3 separate regions of the Anas platyrhynchos genome follow, and all the other regions are linked to region 1. Evidence: chromatin contacts called from public Hi-C data. All regions are on one chromosome and are shown on one strand. Each heading gives the region's core, a stretch centred on a gene start, on an enhancer-like site or on the middle of the called end of the contact. The rest is flanking DNA. Distances are from core to core; before and after follow the strand shown. Region 1 overlaps LOC101800207 (a long non-coding RNA gene). Region 2 has its middle 140 kb from the start of TSC22D1. Region 3 has its middle 100 kb from the start of CCDC122.

Region 1 (3,934 bases), core at 709-3,208:
CTGGCAAAAGGACTCTCTGTTGCCTGTATTTCTTTCAGAAAAAAAAATAATAAATTGTTTGTTGTGCCACCAGTCTTTGAGTAAGGGCTTTTGTGGGAGGAAGGGTAGTGCTATGAGAATTTCACTCTGGTCTGAGGAGGAAAGGAAAAACTTTTTCTTCTTCTTCCTCTTCTTCTTCTTTTTCTTTTTTTTTTTTGTTCTTTTTTTTTTCTTTCTTTCTTTTTCTTTTTTTCTTTTTCTTTTTTTCTTTTTTTTTTTCTTTTTCTTTTTTTTCTTTTTTCTTTTTTCTTTTTCTTAAAACATGTAAGACAGAGAAAACAACACACATTGTTACGCAGCCGCGATATGCAGCCATGGACTGTGGGTGTGGGTTTTCCAACTGGTTGCTGACCTCTTGGGATAGCCTTGCCTGGTCCAGCTTTAGCTTGCTGAAAGAAAAAGCACCAACAATTAAGACATTGCAGCTGATCTTCATGCAAGGTCCCCACTGATTATGTCGGCGTACTGACTCCAGTGAGGTTTAGGTACCCTGAATAGCTTTGGGAAGCTGGGCTTGCGGGTCGCCACAGATGCTGCAGCTCTGGGTGTCTCCTCCAAGCACTGACTTAAGGCTGCTGATTACTGGTGTGCGTGGTGTCATCTGTCAAGTCATCTGGCAACAACAAATACACATTCCTCAGGCTTTCAGCTCTGACTGTCAACCCCTGAACTGTCCTCTTTAAAAATACATAAACTAACCCCATTCTATTACACGAGGAACTGGCGAACTGTCCCCCGTGTTGCTTGAAGATCTTGCAGTCCTTTGTTTAAAAATGCCCCGGCAGTGTGTTGGACTGCAGGAGCAAGTCTGCTCTCCAGCATGGCCAAGCGTCACGCCTGGCTGGCTTCTCCAAAACACACACGGGAATAAGGACAGAAATTGCAGTTCTGGGCCGGGAAAGGTGGAGGGGGGAAGTGGCTCCGCCAGGCAAAGCAGACACAGGGGCCACAGGGAAAGTGGCAAGCCTGGGAGACTTCCAGTTTCTGAAGCCAAACACACACGTCAGGACCAGGGCGGGATGGAGGTGCACCCCCGCAGTCATTCCCTTCCCTGTGGTTTCCTCTGGAAAGGTTTTTACCAGACAGGAGCTGTGCTGTCCTGCTGGCCTGCATGGTGTGGGGACGAGGACACCAGTGTGTGTTCCTCCACAGCCCCACGTGGTCCTGCACCAGCCATGGCCATGAGTCCTCAGACCAGGGCTTTGAGGACATCAGGCACGGTGTGCTGTCAGAAACTGAAGGAACTGGGCTAATGGAAAGTGCAGATCCTGTTTCTGTTTGACAGGACTTGAAACGTTCCCCTTTTTACTTTTAAAGTAAAAGTTTACTTTTGTGTCTTCACTAAGCTTATCAAACCAGGTTAATAAACAAGCTTCCAGATTTCCAGGTCAAAAAACAGTCATAATTGTCAGAAAGTGAAAGTAGACACGAATTAGATATTGACTTACGTGAGGCCATTTACTGGAAATATCATTCACAGCACAGCAAACACCAAAGACTGAGTTATTTTAAAGTCGAAAACTTTTGCTTCTAAGTTTCATCTCAAAAAAGGAAAGAAAATAAAATCTCTGAAAAGACAGTGCTGTGAAGAACATTTTAATCTCAGATCATTTGAACAGCTGGAGGCAATGAATGCAAATTCAAAAAACAAAGACGAGAAAGTAGAGAGGGGGGAACATATATAAATAAATACGAATGCTTCCTACCAAGTCCAAACGCTGGAAATCACAAAAGGTGCTTTGCATTGGGATGCAACGTGGGTGTCGTACGGGTGGTTGGGGTTATCAGCCTAGCTTTCCCCAACCCCTGGCGTTTTATAGGTTCACCCCTCGGCTTTTGGGGGTGCTGCTGAGGCCCCCCCAGGGGTGAGGTGTCCCGGGGGCCACCTGCTCGGGGAGCAGTGCGGGTGCCCTGCAGGACGAGGTGCCTGGATGGACGGTGCCGCTCAGCGGCGCGGCTCCGGCACTGCACGCTCCGGGGGGAGAAACCAGCCCCTCGCCGGCTCCAGACAAAGGGAAACGAGAGCTTGGAACAAGGGTTGGAAGATGAAATGACCCACACGGCTCCGGACAAGAGGGTGTAGCACTGCCAAGATCAAGCTGCAGCCCTGGGGGGGTGGCCAAGGATGCTGCGGGTCTTGTTTTTTAGGTCTCATTTCTCGGGTCTCAGTTCTTCCAACAGCAATCGCAGCACAGTCAGGCCTGAGACTGCAACATCTGAAAATCCAGGCCTCCCCAGGAATCAACCCTAAAAAAACAACCTCCCAGTCAGGGAGGATCCCATGGTACAGAGAATCCCAGTGGGATAAGAACCAGGTGAAATGTAAATTTTATTATTATTATTATTTATTTTTTTTTTTCCCAGATGACGCAAGGCTTCCGAAAGAGGATGTTTATACGAACCCTTGTTTTGTAAATCAGGGACTAGCAGCCCCCTGTGTTACACTGCAGCTGCTATTTACAGCGGATATTTAAGGAGGCATTTCAGTAAGGGATCAATCACGGCCGAGGAGAGACGTGGCGACACAGTTCAAGCTTTCCTACAGGATCTGGGCAGAGCAGCCCCCCCGTCCTGCCCCAGGTGTCCCTTACCTGTCCCTGCTGCTGCTGGCACGCTGGAGCAGTGCTGGGCACGGGGGCCATGCCCCCAGCCCCTGCCATGGCACAGATAAGAGCAGCGATAAGCTAACAGATGGCAGGTCCAAAGGGGAGCCGCTGCCACCGATGCAGGCTGGCGGACAAACATTCCTGCTCTGGCAGCTGGAACAACGGTAGCGCCAATGAAACATGAACAATTTCCTCCCCGCCAGCAAAGAAAATAGCTCTGGGGAGAAGCCAGGGAGGATAATTGTCAGCCTCCTCTAGGTATCATGGGAACAGGGGGCCGTTCAGTGAGCCCGGCGTAAACAACAGCTCCTTATTTTTGATACGGAATGAAGAAAAAAGCTGAATTCAGAGCAATTGCTGAATCAGCTGCCCTGGTGCCCACCTCCTGCCGACCTCTCCTGGGAAATGACTGCAGCGAGGCACGCGGGAGCTTCGCTGCCACCAAAACAGGCTCGTAGCAGAGGGCGACTCTCTCGTCACAGTACGTTGCAGATAGGACAGATGCTTCGCATTCTTGCTGCTCTCTTCTCTGCAGAAGATGCTGATCATTGCTGCAGTGAAATTCCTCCCAGCTCCAGCCCCTCTCCCGGGACTCAGCCAGGTCTCTCCTTCTGTCTTCAGATGGCTCTTTTTTTTTTTTTTTTTTTTCTTTTAGCCATAGTCAAAATCCTCTGCAGCATTACAATGTGTGCCACAGGCCTGGGAGTGTGTCCCCAAAAGCTCTGGTAGCAGCAAGCAGGGCAGACCCTGGCTCTCACAACAATGCACCGGGCATCTCTACTGATGCCCAAAAAGCTAGACCAAAGCAGAAGCCCTGCAAACTTTGGTAAGTCAAAATCCTGTAAGCACTTGGATGCAGTCATGATATAACACATCCAAGAACGGTGCTGTTCAGGTTAGTGTGACTACTCCTCGTGGAGGAACAGTGTCAGGCTGCCAGAGTAGCTGCACTCTGCTAGGGCAGGCCTGTTGCACCCGGGCTTTCCAGCAGCAGCTAATTATGGATGCTAAGGGAATAATAAAAGAATAGGGCAGACATGCCCCCTGATACATTTTCCCAGTTTCCAGTAACATCCTAGTATAGTGCCTTGTTTTTTGGCTTCTGGTATAGGGAAGGTCCTTTTACCTCCAGAGGAATTCAGTGGATGCTCCTGTCCTCGTCCCAGCAGGTACCAAGGCCCTCTCCAATCAGGGACTCGAGCTTTGCTGTGATCGTTTTAAGCCTCATCCTCTACCTTACCCAAACTTGCGGATCAGCCTAGCTAAGAGGTTTCTCTGAAACTAAGGGT
Region 2 (3,934 bases), core at 376-2,875, 120 kb before region 1:
GTCCAGAAGACCAGGGGAGAAATCTGCTGCTACTGGAAATCACAGCAGCTCTATAGGTGAAGGCTGCTGCCAGCAGAACAGATGGCCAGTGAAGGGTGCAGGGCTAACTGCTGTATCCCCTCAGAAATTGTGTTGTGCAATAAGCTGGTCCCAGCTGTATCTTGGCAAAGGAAAAAAAGCTGTGGTATGTGGGAAAGGGGCATGCATTTACTTTGAGTGTTCCAAGGAACATGTACCTCAGTGGGTGGGGATGCTCAGATATGACAACTCCAGTTAGGTTTACTCCTTCATAGAAAGAAGTGCCAGATCACCGATGCACATAGTGAAACACTTTGCTGCAATCTGGTGAAAAGGAGTTCTGCTACAATGCTCCAGACAGTCCTGGAAACAGTTAGACTTGTGTCTCCTGAACCACACTCCTGAAGTTTTGTGCTGCTCACACTCTGGAGAAAATGAATCCTGAATATTTAGAGACCGATCATTTGAAATATATGTACTTTAGGATACCCTGATGGATTTGTGAAAGAAGCCAGACAAAGAAAAAAAAGGGAAAAAGGAAAAGCAAGAAATAAAAAAAAAACAAGAAGGAAAAAGAAAGGGAGAAAAGAGAGAGAGAGAGAAAGAGAGAAAGAGAGAGAGAGAGAGAGAGAGAGAGAGAGAAAGAAAGAAAGAAAGAAAGAAAGAAAGAAAGAAAGAAAGAAAGAAAGGTGTAATGATAATGTCAAGAAACTAAGCTGATATGATTCTCTATGGATACATGAATTCAGTGACAGGAGACAGACTATGTTCTCTAGACCATGGTCATTTATGTCTTAACCAGTGCTCTAAATTCCAGTCCCTTGAGTCTGTGGGGGTGAGCATACCCAAAGGGGCAGGAGGGTTGTGTCCATCACAGGTCTCCTGTGAGCCCTCTTGTTCAGGGCTGCCCCAAACCAAGCAGAGTCTCCTCTGGCTCTTTGTGTACTGGAAAACTGAAAGCGGTCAGGGTACAGGCTTGAGTAGCATCCCATGCTTATTTTTACTACAAATTATGGTCACAGTCCTTGGTATGGTTTTGGCCTGGTCCAGCTTGTGCTGTTCCAGGCAATGCCTCACCATGGTTAGCAGATGGTTAACCCACTCCCAGCAGTGGTTTGGGCTTGAGAGTTATCAGCTTGGGGAATACTGGAAGCTATCCTGTATCAACCCAGCCACTAAAACCTGACTGACAAAGCACTAATTCAGATCATCTTTTAGCTCCTCTTGCTTTGCCCTCCTGCTGGCTACTAATGCCTCTTTTGAGGCCAGCTATGACTTATCTGCCAGAGGGAAGTTCTTAAAAAGCTTTATGCTGAGCTAGCCTGCCTTATGTTCTCCATTAGGCAGGCTTTATTCCTCCCATGTCCAGCGTTACACCAGCAGAAGTTGGATTAGACGTGTATTTCTTGGCTAAACAATGACTAAAGGAAACACGATAACTATCTACAAGTATTTGATGGGTGTAAACTTCAGCGAGGAAGAGGGATTGTTTAGTGTGGTTAAAGGACTTTTATGGCCAACAGCGATTAGATTAAACTGAACAAAGCAAAGCATAAACTGAATACCCTCCATAATACCTAGTAGGCTGCAAGCACAGCTCCCGAGGGATTCGGCAGAAGGAACATCTGGGTCATTCGAAGCGTTGCAGGGCGCACAGCAGCGTTTACTCTCTTTACATGGGAATACTGTCCCATGAACAGTGTGCCTGTTCTCCCTCCCGTGCCCACACCCACACTGCCCTGTGTCTACGTGAGTGCACACCCAACCCAGCAAGGAGGGAAGAAAGTGTCAGAGAAAGAAAGGTTGGTTCAGCCTCTCCTCGTCAGCATCCTGCACCCGATTTGTCCTCCTATTGTAGTGGTGTAATACGATAACCTAGATAAGAAGTTTTTTTTGCTTCTGGCTGATTCTGATCTCGGGACCATTAAGGAAGAAGCTGCACTTACGCTTTCTGTACTGATCTGTGAATAAGCTTTCCCCAGCACTTCAGCAGGTTGGGGCTTGAGCTTCAGTTAAACTCACTCCTAACCCTGGGTTATCACATATCTAAAGGGATGCTAACATCATTCCTCTCGGATTACACCATTGTCAGCTGGTGGGATATTATATGGGATGGTTAAACTTTGTACAGGGAGGGCGCAAACAGGAGCATGAGGCTCTGCTGAGAACACACGGGTGGTCCCTTATGCAGCACAGGGAAAAATAAACTCTGTCTTTCACACAGATGAAGAAGCAAGTCATAAACCCAGCTACACCTGTGTAAATCTGTTTGCCTTTTTCCTCTGAGAACCAAAAATAGGCTGTGCAATCACATCTGACAGGAGTTTCTGATGGAGAATGCGAGCTGGCTTTGGCAGCGAGAGCAAATGTCAATGACTCAATCACTATTGTGTCTTTCAAACCCTGCAGCCTGTCAGGGAAAAAGGAGGAAGCGTATATGTGATGTTGAGTGAGTCAGGATGCTTTCCCTTGGCATGTCTGTTTCTCTGACTAATTGCAGAGACACAATAGCAAAGAAATTAGATAAGCCAGGTAGGGTTTGTTGTGGATGCCCTGGTTGTCTAGGAGACAAGAGCTTTATTTACCTGACATGACTTGTAGGCAAGCGTAGGGCAAGTGTACCCTGTTCTTAAAACAGCGGATTGCTTCCAAATTGCAGGTTATCTGCTCTGAAACAACACCACTTAATGGGCTATCTTCTCCTTTAATTGGTGCAATTGTTGTCATATCATTAAATCCCGCTTAGCACAAGTGTGAGAAGCATCCTGCTACAGGCTGCCAGCAGAAGGGGAAGGAGGACTTCTGCATCCTCCCATGGCGCTTTCAAAGAAGGCCCTGATCTGTTCATAAAAGGTCAGGAAGGGAGGGAGGAATTCAAAAGCCTTAAAAAAAAAAAAAACACCAGACCAGACCGGAGACTTCACTAGTGCGTCATCTCAAGTTTTCTTCTCCCGAGGGAGTAATTCTTCAGATGTTTTGTGTGCCCCTTGCTGGTGTCTCTCCCTTCTGTTTTTCTACAGGAGCAGTTTGTCTATTTTTGCATTTACTGAGCCTCCTTGCATCACACAGATGAAGAGCTACCAGACTTCTGAGCATATAACAGAGCCTAATGGGGTTATCACCACCTCCCCGAGTGTCCACCACGCAGATGCTAACACTAGCTCATTAGGTGTGTATATTATGGATTACCCAACAGAATGGTCATAGCACTATTGCAGAGTCCCTGCAGCACTGTTTCCTGCTTCTTCCCAAATCTGTCTGGCTGAAAATGGCTCAGATAGTAATTTGTTATCTCTGTTTTCTCATGGGTGCGGAATACCATCTTGGTGGCTTCATTAAAAATGGCATGCTCAGGGGTAGTTAGGATAGTTTCCCATCTGGGACAAGAATTTTCCTCACATAAAAGACTGGCAGTGGGTCATGCTTTTGATAATGTTTAGAAAAGATTAATTCTCTCTCCCAGACACCTGCTGTCTTTTCAGATCCAAATAAAAACATGTACAGGCTACACAGATAGTGGAGAGAAAGCAATAACCTCATTTTTCTGCCACCTCACATGACTACACTTGGTTTATGAAAGATACTACCAGTGCCTGCTCCCAAAGGTCCTGATGAATGCATTTTTGACCTTTGTTACAAGAACCTGTAAGTTCTGTGCAATATAGGCTGACCTAGAAACTAGGGGCACTGCAGGGAAGCCCATTCTCCTGGGATTTTCAGCCTTGCCTTTGTAAACTCAGGAGCTTCAGAGCACACAGACTGACTTCAAAGAACAGCTGAGGGCCAATCTGAGCGACTCTGAGCATTGTCTCCCTTGGAGGAGGCTCAACTCTACTTTAAAATCATGTAAAGCTTTTATAGTTCTCTTTAAAAATAGCACTTAATATAAAGTGTATGATGCCATGCCTTCTTTCCT
Region 3 (3,934 bases), core at 538-3,037, 71 kb before region 1:
TCTACCACACCACCTCCACCCAGTCTAAGAGGTTTTTCACTCTAACTGACTTATTCCCATTTTCTTTTTTGTTCTCTATCTCTTCTGACCTCTCCCAGGATGAAGTTATCCCTAGATCCATGTTAAAATGGGTGGATTCAATAGGACTTTGCAAGGTTCTGTCCTGAATCACATCTACTCAGTACCTTTTTAAATAAAATAGATGAGGGACTAGAAGGGCCATATATTAAATTTGGAGATTGAAGTGAGGGCAAATATTTTTAAAGATAACAAAATTAAAAAAAAAAAAAGAGTTAAAATTTAAAATGACCTTAAAGACTGGTCTGAAGGGAGAAATCCAAATGGCATTCAACAATTGCAGAAGGTACTGCATTCAGGCTAGAATAATCAAGTATGTGACTACATGGCTATATATTTCCCTTGGCTATACAGTGGAAATCTGATCAGTAGCAGTTCTGAAGAGGAAGATATGAGGGTAACGGTGGATCACAAGCTGACCCTCAGTCAAGAATGTTATGTTGCTGCAAAAAAGGTTGGCATCATACTGAGAGGAATGTAGCTTGCAAGGTGCATTAAATAATCCTTTTGAAGCTCATTGGTAAAACATCAGCTGAAATATTTGGACATTATATTTTAAGAAATCCTGGAGAAAAACCAAGGGGAATAGACTAAGTAGTCTTCAAACACTTCTGAGAAGAAGATATAATCAGTATGTTCTTCTCATGCACTTGGGAAAGAAATGGGATGTTCAACACTAGCTCTGAGAGAAATATGATGAACCTCTGAGTGGGAGGTCTACGAAGGTCCAGGAGCATCTGCTGCTGGAGATCTATAAGAACAGGTCAGACATATATCTGTGAGAAATGACCCTGACAGGGAGTGTCCTGCTGCAGGGTGAAGAGTAAGCTTCTTCTTTTCTCAAGGCCCTTTCCATCTCTAAAGTCTGCTTCCTGCCCAGACATGAACCTGCATCCTCTGTCATTACCCCTATCCTGCTTGCCCGCCACTGCCTGACCTCACCCATCCGTTTGCAGGAACACGTTTGCCAGCTTCCAGCAGGTCACTGACATCCAATTTCACTTTTCTGCATCTTATTTTTCTCATTCCCCATTTTTCCCCTTTCCCTGATGCCTTTTCCCCTTGCTTTCCCTCAGCTCTTTCCTTCTTCCTGCCCACATAGATCCTCTGCCATGCTCCAGCACCTGACTCCTTGTCCCTCTCTTCAGAGAGATGAGACAGGAGATGATGAAGGTCACTTTTCATGGTAGTTCTCATGACAAGGAGATGGATGAGAAATCTTCACTCTCAGGTCTCTTTGTTGTTGCTCCAGAGTGTCTGCAGACTTGGGTATTTACCACTGCTTTGGTTATGCTTGGTTAAGACTTGGTAGCTCTTTTTCCAATCTCCTGAGGACATTTCTTTGCTTGCTTTTGAAGAGGGCTTTGCTTCTGCAGCCTTTAAGCTTGATGACTAGGACTGATGGGCTGAATGATTTAACCCAATCTCCACTCTATTTGTCTCATCTTTTATTTTTTTTTCCTGTGCTTTTATTTTTTATTTTTTCTTAAGCTTTCCACATGTGCCTCCAACCCAGCCCAAACCCAGAAGACTTCAATTCTGAGAAGTGTTTTTGAGCACACAATGCTTAAGGACTGGGTTTAAAATTAAGCCAGATGAGCAAACATGCCCATAAAAGGAGTGCTCGGTGGGCCAAGACCATGTGTAGAATTGCAAATCCGCCCTGGGATTTTGATTCCAGTAACAAACCCATCTGAGATTTGCTCTTGCAGTTTACACTCTCCTCCAAAAACAAGCCTATGGAGAGCGTGATGCAGCAGTTACCATAGCAGCCGGTACAAGAAGAGTCCATTAAGTGATCGCAGTCCCGTCTCAAAGTGAATTAACAGGCTGCAGGTGAACTTTTGCACCTCCAAAAATGTCTCTTGGGGCAAATACGTTGTTGTGTGTGGTGGAACAAGAAAATGCCGATGGGTTGCACTGATTTGCTGCTGCATTGTTATCTTTAATTGTGCCTGTGTGCTGATTTTTAAAAAGTACTGCACACGCTTTTCCTTTTTCCTGTCAGGTGGTTTTTCTGTGTGTATGTGTTGTGGTTTTTTATTTTTTTTTTTTAAAGGACGAGACAAAGTACCCCAGTCAATAACTAATGAAATGCGTTTCAGGCCTCCCTGCATTCTGCCACAATTACATTGTCAGCCATCCCAGGAGAGATGCTATTATCTGTGTGGGTGTGGAAAATGATCTATCACTATTAATCATTCCTATTATAGTAGCAGGTAGCGCTCCAAACATATCAACACCTCATTATGATGGCTGTTTTTCACAGATGGGAAGTTGAAGGTCCACTCGTATACTCAGGACATAAGGAATACATAAACAGACCTGGGAGGTAGAAAGAGGATGATTACCTTGAAAGATTTTAAAACACAACATTAGAGATTTATAAATAGAGATTTATAAACATTAGAGATTTATAAATAGAGATTTGAAATCAGTTTTGGTTTCCTCAGCACCCCTTTGCTCCTTCTCTCACAAATTTATACAGAAAAAAATAAAGAACAAAAAAAAAAGTCAACAACAACAACAAAAAAGAAGGTTAAAAGTAAGCTGTGTTACCCAAATAGCAGTGGTGATGGAAAGTGAGGCTCCCTGTTGCACCTGAGTGCTGTCTCATTCTGCTCCCTACCCCAACACTGGAGTACCAGAATTCCTCCATCAGCACTTTGCAAGGAGTACTTAGTGGTTGTGGGAAGCCAGATAAGATTTTCCCAGCCTCCCCACTCCTCCATTACAACCCTGGTGTTGTTTCCATTACTCTGAGTGCTCCTCTTCAGTTCAGCCCTGTGGGGGAGACGAAAGGTGCAGTGACAATGCTGGTGCTGCCTCCTCAGCTGGTGGGGCCGAGGTCGGTTTGGAAGCAAGGATATCCTTCTGTGCCCTGCTGCTGATCGTGTGTGACCTTGGGAACATCCATCCACATCTTGGATCCTACTTCAGATTCCAAAAACAGTGTGCATGATAATATTGATTTATATCCACTGCTATTGGGGAGAGCACGGTGGGACCCTAAGAGCACAGAAAAATAATCTCCTTTCTCAGTGTCCCCTCACCAGTGCAGCTCCTTAGGCATCCAGAGACATGGCAGTAGTCCCTGAATGTGGGAGGGAGGAGCTGGTTCCTGCACACAAGCTCCTGATGCAGACCTTGTGTGATTTCTTCTATTTGTCTCTGTACCATAGAGTTCTGTCCTTTTTATTACTGCAACTTCTGACAAGCGTGAAAGCATCTTTCTCAAAGGCAAGGTACAGCCACGGATATTGATGTCTTGACCCACAAAGGATGAATTTGGGTCAGAAGACCCAGGCTAAAATAGCAGAATGGTTATTTAATCCCATCTTGATGGTCTTCCAGAAAGTCACTTAAAGCCTTTGAATCCCTCCACAATGACAAGCATAAGAGCCACAAGAAGAGCTACTAAAAACTTCCTGTGAAGGAAGCTAATGAAAAAACTATAATGTCTGGGAAAAATAAAGCAAACAAACAAATAAAAAATCTCCCGCCTTCCAGAGAGAGTTCAAATTGAGCTTGACCTCTGCAAGGTATCATTTGGTTCCTGTTTGCTGCCAAAGTACAATGAGGTTTATATTTGGGCCCCACCTTTCAGTGTCTGGGTCTAAAAATATAACAATGAACTTGTGACACAAAGGCCCTGTCTCACGGAGAAGCAGAATTTAGATTTAGCTGCAAAGCACAAATTCTCCGCTGTTTGAGGCAGAACTAATTTTGAGTAGGTGGACGGCCTTTTTTTTTTTTTTTTTTTTTTTTTTTTTTTTTTTTTTTTTTTTTGCCTTTCTATTTTTAGGTTGCCAGACTTGGGAGGATTACATTAGGATTAGGCCAGACTTACGCAGCT

Evidence for each region. Hi-C and Micro-C count contacts between places; a contact is called where the count stands out from the background.
Region 2: a Hi-C map of skeletal muscle shows a contact between it and region 1, with 2.4 times the contacts expected there. The contact joins two enhancer-like sites. A contact is called at or near these places in 2 of 8 Hi-C or Micro-C datasets (skeletal muscle and subcutaneous adipose tissue).
Region 3: a Hi-C map of subcutaneous adipose tissue shows a contact between it and region 1, with 1.6 times the contacts expected there. The contact joins two enhancer-like sites. A contact is called at or near these places in 4 of 8 Hi-C or Micro-C datasets (liver, skeletal muscle and subcutaneous adipose tissue).

Annotation. Positions count from the first base shown.
Region 1 is chr1:176,664,700-176,668,633 of IASCAAS_PekinDuck_T2T, reverse strand. It overlaps LOC101800207 (a long non-coding RNA gene), which reads right to left. Exons shown (of 4, transcript XR_011806408.1): 3 at 2,631-3,934; 4 at 1-652. Among named protein-coding and RNA genes, the nearest start is that of CCDC122, 29 kb to the right of the region's middle. Within about 2 kb of position 1,958, at least 2 of the 8 cell types and tissues checked have an H3K27ac peak or open chromatin away from gene starts, as enhancers often do. A contact at or near this core is called in subcutaneous adipose tissue, where this site is marked.
Region 2 is chr1:176,787,967-176,791,900 of IASCAAS_PekinDuck_T2T, reverse strand. No RefSeq gene overlaps it. Among named protein-coding and RNA genes, the nearest start is that of TSC22D1, 140 kb to the left of the region's middle. Within about 2 kb of position 1,625, at least 1 of the 8 cell types and tissues checked has an H3K27ac peak or open chromatin away from gene starts, as enhancers often do. A contact at or near this core is called in subcutaneous adipose tissue, where this site is marked.
Region 3 is chr1:176,735,389-176,739,322 of IASCAAS_PekinDuck_T2T, reverse strand. No RefSeq gene overlaps it. Among named protein-coding and RNA genes, the nearest start is that of CCDC122, 100 kb to the right of the region's middle. Within about 2 kb of position 1,787, at least 1 of the 8 cell types and tissues checked has an H3K27ac peak or open chromatin away from gene starts, as enhancers often do. A contact at or near this core is called in subcutaneous adipose tissue, where this site is marked.